Linked DNA regions of Gossypium hirsutum: region 2 is linked to region 1. The links are chromatin contacts, called in public Hi-C maps. All regions are on one chromosome and are shown on one strand. Each heading gives the region's core, a stretch centred on a gene start, on an enhancer-like site or on the middle of the called end of the contact. The rest is flanking DNA. Distances are from core to core; before and after follow the strand shown. Region 1 has its middle 11 kb from the start of LOC107898927. Region 2 holds the start of LOC121215944 (pollen-specific leucine-rich repeat extensin-like protein 3).

Region 1 (4,209 bases), core at 1,330-3,829:
TTATTGCGAAAAGAGACTTAGTTTATGGCTTTTATTAAAATTATGTTAATATCACTATTCTGCTGCTAAATTGTAAATGTGTTTTTTTTAAGAAAGTAATTCAGATTTTTAACTAAGTTTTCAATAGCAAACATCGTTATAACGAATATATTAAACTTAATCGTTTTTCTTAAAAGTCCTAAGTTTTTCTAAAAAGAGACCAAAACTCCTTTCTAAAATAAATAAATGTTTAAAATTAACTGTTTTTAAAACTCTGATAATTCTATTAGGCCATTTCGGTGGCTGATGTAATCTCTCGAATTTGAGTCTAACGTCTAGGCCGGGTTGGGGAGGTTACAAAAGCTGCTAGATGAACATACAAAACAGATGGAGTAGAAGTAACAGTGTTGGAAGCCGTAGGGATTTTAAGTGCTACCGTGAATTGTGTGAGGAACGTTAGAAGGTGAGAGGCTGCTTGTAAATATTGGTTCAACGATTGAGTAGATGGAATGCTTTGAGTGATGTTTATGCCAGAGGAAGATCTAGGGTTGGTTGGATTGGTAGAGTTCATTGGGGCAAAGAAGTTGGCTAGGTTGGTGGGGTTAACTATTGGGTTGAGGAGAGCATAAGTCTGGGATCGAGAAGCCATGGTGTTCACGTTCGCCATACCAATTTTTGATGTTGGGTATTAACAATGGAGGAAACACAGAGGAGGATGTGGTGGTACTAATGGAGGTCGCTTCACCCAATCTCGATGAAGAGCTAGAGGAGGAAAGTGAGCAAAGAAGTTGAGGCTATAGAAGGTATTCCGAATGCAATAAGAAGACTTGAATTCTTGAGAGTTGGTTATTTCTTCATTGTGCTGGGAGTATTTATAGGGGAGGTTCTGTGTCCGGTGGTATTGGCGTGGTAGATCTGCTATCATGCCATCATTGTGGGTCATATGGGAGGATGTCTATGAGGGGACACATTCTATCATTCCTTCAAAACCATATGGCAGAATAGTTAAGCCCACGTAGGGTTTGGTGGCCTAAAAAGTTACATTTTGAATAAAAGAGCGGGTGCCGAGTGAAGACCCTTTATAGAAAACAGATGGTCGACTAGGATCTTTCCAAAGAAGACAGAAGGTTGGGTGGTTGTCTTGCAGGGATGACTGAGTAAGACCCTTTCAGGGAAGACAGAAGGTTGGCTAGAATCAAGCCTTCAGGGCTATCGATCAATCATTTAGTGACTAGTCGTTTGGTAGCAAGCGGAAAGGTGTATTCCGAGTAACTTGTTGTGTTGCCACATGTCTTAAGCTGGAGAGGATATAACAATTAGTATTATGCTAAAAATGTTTGAGAACTCACCAAGATTGAGAAGAATACTTTTCAAGGAGGAAGACATAATGGTAGAATGTCTTATATCATGCCAAAGAATCTATTTGGCCAATTGACTCGAAAGGTTTGTTATATTTACAAATGTTACAAAAAAGAAAATGCTATATGCCTAATTTGATGATCTTTATTTATTTCAAATGAATTTTTAAATTTACATTTCTTAAAGTGATTTCATATGATTCAGTTACCATGTATAGATTTATAGTAAAGCATCACAAATAAGTTTGCTTAATTAATGAAGCAAAGCTCATTAAAAAGGGGTACACTGATGTCAATGGTTCAAATTGTGATATGATATTTACAAATAAATTTCAAATAGTGATAATTTGTGGAGTAAACTGTAATCGTTAATACATAAATATCATTTTTTTTCAATTTTAGGTGATTTTTAATACTTTTTAAAATTTTATGAACATTTTAAAATTTTATGAATTTTTCGCATAACTATAATTTTTAAAAAATATTTTTATAATTATGAATTTCCATATTTTTATGAATTTTTTTATATTTTAGAATTTTTAATTTTTTTAAATTTTAAAAAAAATAAAAAAGTATTAAATTGACATTTTAGTTATAATTTAACGATCAAATTAGCTTTTAAGGATATGAGTTAAAAACCGAGTTCACGGGCAAGTGGCTAAAATGTCATAAACCGATAATTTTAGTGATCACTTTTGTAACTTTTTATAATTGGGTAGATAAAAACACTAAAACTTACTAATAAATGAATGGCTAATTGTATATCGAAATCATTTTTTTCTCATGCAAACTGGTTTTAAACTAATAAACGGTCAACGTAGTTAAAGAGTATATTTGATCAATTTTATTAGTTTAGAGACTAATTTGATAGAAGTTCGGAAATATTTAATTATTTTTTAAAAAAATTCCAAAGGCTAAATTTTTCCTTCAGCGTATATTATTTTGAAAACTTTAATTTATTTTTTCCGGAGTATATAATATTTAAACCGCAGAATCAATTCGTAGGTTTACTAATACAATTATCCATTGTTGTTGCTGTAGAAGTCCCACTTTCCCAACTTGTCTCACCAGTTACGATGATCACACTACATCATTGTAAGATTTCACAATTTCGGGTTGTCCGGTCTCGGGTTCTTCGGGCGAGACAGTCGGCTGGATGCATGGCTTTGAAATTCACTATTGATGCGAGTTCATGAACGGCTTCAGCGATTTCCTGGGTACAGTTGACCACATCGATTAACAAGGAAGCTACAGTGGCCACTGGTACAACTCGCGAGAGGTCCATATTATCATCCCATAAACCTACAGATGATTTGAGCAACGAGTTCAAACTCTTGGCTGCAGATTTTGAGTTTTGGATATGGATATCAGCAGGAAATGGTTTCACCATTGTTTTGATTGAGAGTGCTAATTCCTTCAATGCTTTACCAGATTCCAAGCTCATTTTCACCATGTCTCTTTGATTTTACTTGGAATTTCTACTTTTGCCTGCAACATAAGATGATAACTTAATCTAAACTTTATTGTATTTTCTTTTTGTCTTGTTAGAATTTAGAATAGTTGTTAGAATTTAGAATAGCTGAAGAATTTGGGACCAGAATTTAGGTGTCCATTAAGAGATTCAATTCGATAGGCACAGTAGCGTATCAGAGCTCTAATCTTGACGTACTGTTTCCATGAATGTCGAAATTGAAATCGACCATGCATCGGTTCCCATCTTGCAAAATTAGCCTAAAAATGACAATTAACAAGGCTAAGTGAATTAATATCAGATACCCAAAGCTTTTCTTATCTTTAGCTTTTAATTCACTTACCAATGCATCTTCATTATTTTTAGAATTAAGAACAGTTTAATATCGCTGTAAGATGGATTTATCTTGTTTGGAATTAGCCATTTCACAAGTAATCATCTGCAAAACCTGCAAAAAAATGTGTTTGGTTAAAGGGAAAATATAAATACGGAGAATAACTGCTAATTTTAATTAGTGGAGTAGAGGAGATGAATGGGGACCTTCTAGGAAGCTGCCAAGCTTTTCCATGTTGGAAGCAATTAAGATATGGAGGTCTTCACCAGCCCAGACAGGGAAAACCATAATGGAGACTATGATACAAGTGAAGCTACCTAAGAGGATGGTTGATAATCTCTTGTAAGCCAGTTCCAATATCTCATTGTCTTGATAACCTGAGACAGATATGAAAACGAATGTCAACGTAAATATCAACAACCCATAATCATATCTTGCGTTGATTTTGGGAAAGAATCTTGCAAACGTAAACACCCTGGCTGCCATTGACAAAGACGCATGCATATATTATATCCCATTGAGAAAGCAAAATTGTGAATTAATATTTTGTCAAATGATTTCAGTTTACCTTGGAGGAAGACAAAGAAGCCAAGTACTATTGGCTCACCTATGCATCTAGATGATGAGCCCCAACCGTTAGAGTGTTAGGAATAACTACACGTTCGGTTATTAGTTATTGTTAGTTATAAAGTTGTTATTAATTGCAGTTAGTTAGCTTCATCTTGTATTAAATATAGGTCACTAGTTTGAGTAATACAACAGAGAATTACTTCCCATTTTCCTTATTGTTGAATCTTAACATGGTATCAAGAGTAAAGGTTTTCTTGGTGTAGATTTTTTTTTCTTTCCATGGCCACTGAAACCGTTCCAGAAGGTGTACCAGTAGTTGACACACCTCGTCATTCCTCCAACACTGGGGAGGCTGTGCATTCGCAAGGACCTGGCAATTTCTGCGTACCTACAGTTCATTACTTCTCCAAACACGACACCATCAAACTTGCTGCGCACAATTTTCTTTTATGGAAGCATCAGCTTTTGTTGATTCTTGAGGATTATGGTTTTGAAGG
Region 2 (3,796 bases), core at 1,197-3,696, 53 kb before region 1:
CATTTTATATGATTTTAATCATAATTTTATAAATAAAAACTCAAAATTTAGATTTTCTAAAAAAATCAAGTATTTTTAGAATTCTTTTACGATTTTGTAAACTTTATTTTTAAAGAAAATTTAAGTGTAATTACAATTTCAAAAACTAAATTCTAGATTTTTATTTTTATTTTAAATTTTTTTGATGTTGGAGACTTTTTTTTTTACAAATTTCTTGCATTTTTAGTTACTTTTTAGATTTTTTTAAATTTAAGCATAATAACAGGTTAAAAGTTTTTTTTTATAATTTCAAAAATTAAATTTTGAATTATTGAGTTGTTTTTTTAAAAAAAAATTAAAGGAAATTTTTTCATTTTTCAATGATTTTTTATATAATTTTCCATTTATTATGAGATCGGATAGAGTGAAAATTACTTACAAAAAAAGTATTTCACCAAATACTAAACTAATAATTTACCTTTTATATAGAAGGTGAAATCAAATATTAAATCTATTTATATTATACTCAATGGCAAAGTTAGAAAATTGGTTGAAAGGGTTGAAATTAATTTATATATTTTTACAGTAATAAAAGTGAAATTTTATCGTTTTTATAATTTATATTTTTATAATTTTTAAAGAATTAAATTATTTTTCCTCATTTTTGAAGGGACTAGAGTATGATTTTATTATACATTAATGTAAAAATTTTAAAATTATAAAAAGATTAAAGGTGAAAATTTTCATTTTAAAGAGGATCGGGCCCCTTGCTTAAGTATGTTTATATGAAAAAAATTATCAAAATATTCATATATATATATAATAAATTATATTATGATGAGTGTGTTTTTATTTTATTTTTTTATATTTTATAAATCAATAAAATTTTACCTATAATAATATTTGAATAAAAAATATTATGCAGCATAATTTGATTTTTAAATGAGTTTTAGATAAATATATTTGTTGACCAATATCGTGAGTGTGACACACAACTCAATTGTAAAATTACCCATTACCAAATACCAAAACAAGAAACTGAGTCACCAGCAACGGAGGGCGGTATGATTTACAGGTTCTCAACCTTACCAACAACAATGGAGAAAACCATTTCACAGAACTGAGTAAACATTCATCATTGTTAAAGTTACCCATGTCAATCAACAACAATGGCTTCACGTTGCAGCCTAAATTTGATCCAATAAAGAGTAAGATTCTAAGATAAAACACCAGATTCAAGAGAGTCGACAACCATTTTTGTCAATTTATCAGACAAGATGCACAATTCATTATATCTGAAAAGTGGGTTGTGTAGGTAAATCACTAAATTCTCAATATGAATAAAAACAAAAAACAAAATTCACCATTATCAAAATCTAATCCAAATCTCACCCATTATCATCCCCACCACTATACAACCCATCTAAAAAAAATTACTTAATTCAAGAAATTTGAAAGTAGAAAAAAGAAAACGTTTATTTTTTAATGGAACTAACCAGATAGTCTAAGCATGCACAGGACCTGGAGCCACCAGAACCGGAGTAGGCTGATTGTAGGGAGGCACTGGAAGCACTGCAGGAGGAGGAGGAGGAGTAGATTGTGGTGGAGGATTTGGGTTAGCGTCAGGCGGCGGAGGTGTAGGAGTAGGGTCCTGGACAGCTGGTGGTGGTGGGTTAGCAGTAGGGATTGAGGTAGGTGGTGAGTTAGGGGAGGTGGGCTGGTTAGACCCAATGGCAGGAGGAGGAGGATTGTAAGAGGAGGAGGAAGAAGAAAAGGGTGGCGAATTAGGGGTGGAGATAGGGTTAGGGAAGAAATTAGGAGAAGGACAAGAGTCACCACCGGAGCATTTGTGTGAGTGCGACTTATGGTGACGAAGCAGCCCGAATCCCAAGACAAGACCCAATACCACCAACGCTGTAACTATGAAGATGAAGATCTTTGTTGCTTTCCCCACATAACACATTTTGCTTTTGTACTAGGAGGAGAAAAGCATAAATTAGTAGAGTGAGCTTAAAAAAAAACCAGCAAATCTGAAACGGGGTGTGTTTTGGTTTGGTTTAGTGAAGATAGGATGTTGGTTGGGTCGGGTTTCCATTGTGAGTTTGGTGAGGGAAGTTGGACTTGGGATCCAAGGGGTGAAAAAGGTTATGTGATCATTGCACGTGAAGGCCATTTCAAGAGAGAAAAAAAATTGAACTCTGCAATGCTTCCAAAATTGTGCTCAATGCTCAATCTTTTAGAACTATAGCTCAAGGCTCTAGACTTGTAGTTGTAGAGATTGGGTTATTAATTAAGAAAGAATGGTTTTAAGGAGTTAATCAGATAAATCAATGTAGCGTTAGAGTTTAACCTTTGGGGGAATATTTTGGGAATCGAGCCGGAGACTGACAGGCATGTCTGCTATGTCGGATGGAGGTGGTTGCTGCATAGGGCTGGGGTGGAGATTACCCTTTCATAAACAGCTCCCGTATTCCCCTTATCTGTATAATCTATGACTATAACCTATAACAATAACTCTAACTGTCTACTATATTTTACTAGACAATGACTGTAATGCACCAAAATTATGGGTCGCTAAATAAAAAAGAGTTTTCATTTAAGATATCAGTATGTTAATATTGAAGTTATATCATTTTCTCTTGTTACACAGTTTTTTACCAATCAATTTTTTTTCTCTTTCTTTTATATAATTCATTTTTTTTGCGTGAAACAATTTTAGACTTCACAAAGTAAACCAAATTTCAAATAAATTTTTTTAATTAATCTTCGACATTGACGATAATATCAACATAGGTCTAAGGTATGTTTTTGTACTTATTGATGGGTACTGATCGTCAACTTGCCGTTGGGAGATCTCTAGCTAAACTTTAAAAAAAAATTTAACAGTCCAATGACTTAAATAAAAACTTTTAAATAGTTTAGTGATCAAATTATAACTTTTTTCTTTAATTAAGTAACCAAAACAAAAATTTATCCCTAATTTAGTAATGAATAATATGATTTACTCTGTTTTTTTTATAGGAGAGGAGTAGAGGTGATATATGATGTATTATATGTGTAAATTTGTAGACGACAATTTATAAATATAAAATTAACATTTTACCAACGAATGTTAATGATTAGTTTAGGAATTGAATAGTATACTTTTTGCTTAAATTAAATAATTAAATACTAAAAGGATCTCATTTACCCAATCATTTAAATGCCAAGATTCTCTTATTTCGTAATTAAATGATGAGAGTTCAAACTAAACAAAAGTTATTTAATTTTGTTTATACTATCATGTTGTAATTAAATTGTGATAGATGATTTTTTTTTGGTTAAATTTTGTTATTTTTGACATCTATTCTTTTAATTATTTTAATTAATTAAATTTTATAAATAATATTTTTAAGAATCATTCCATTCAATGTTCTTAAAATTGTTGGACCATTTTCACTATATGTATTTTTTAATAACTGTAAATGAAAAGTTATAAGTAATCAAAAGTTATGTCACATGATTATTAACAAATAATTATAATTATGTAGATATCTATTGAATACTTATATTTTTTTTGCTAAAGATATGACTATTTATTAGGGTAGTTATGTCCCTATGAAGAGACACGAGACTTCTTATAAATAGAAGTGCAATTTCATTTGTATGACGCACCCAAGAAAACATAGAAAGAAAATTTCTTTTTACTCTCCCACCATTTTTTTTTATATTTCTAGTTTGTTCTATAAAGAATTATTGCAGAAATTCTTTATAGAAATTGATATTCTTGCTATGCTCCGCTCAATGCTAAGTGGACTATTTCCGTCAGTGCAACACA

Evidence for each region. Hi-C and Micro-C count contacts between places; a contact is called where the count stands out from the background.
Region 2: a contact with region 1 is called in a Hi-C map of anther, with 2.9 times the contacts expected there. The contact joins the promoter of LOC121215944 here to the enhancer-like site in region 1. A contact is called at or near these places in 5 of 34 Hi-C or Micro-C datasets (anther, leaf and seedling).

Annotation. Positions count from the first base shown.
Region 1 is chrD04:52,618,246-52,622,454 of Gossypium_hirsutum_v2.1, reverse strand. It overlaps the pseudogene LOC107898090. Among protein-coding and RNA genes, the nearest start is that of LOC107898927, 11 kb to the left of the region's middle. Within about 2 kb of position 2,579, at least 4 of the 9 cell types and tissues checked have an H3K27ac peak or open chromatin away from gene starts, as enhancers often do.
Region 2 is chrD04:52,671,928-52,675,723 of Gossypium_hirsutum_v2.1, reverse strand. LOC121215944 (pollen-specific leucine-rich repeat extensin-like protein 3) reads right to left here and starts at 2,446. Exons shown (of 3, transcript XM_041090852.1): 1 at 2,330-2,446; 2 at 1,476-1,954; 3 at 965-1,166. The coding sequence starts at 2,407. The coding sequence ends at 1,484.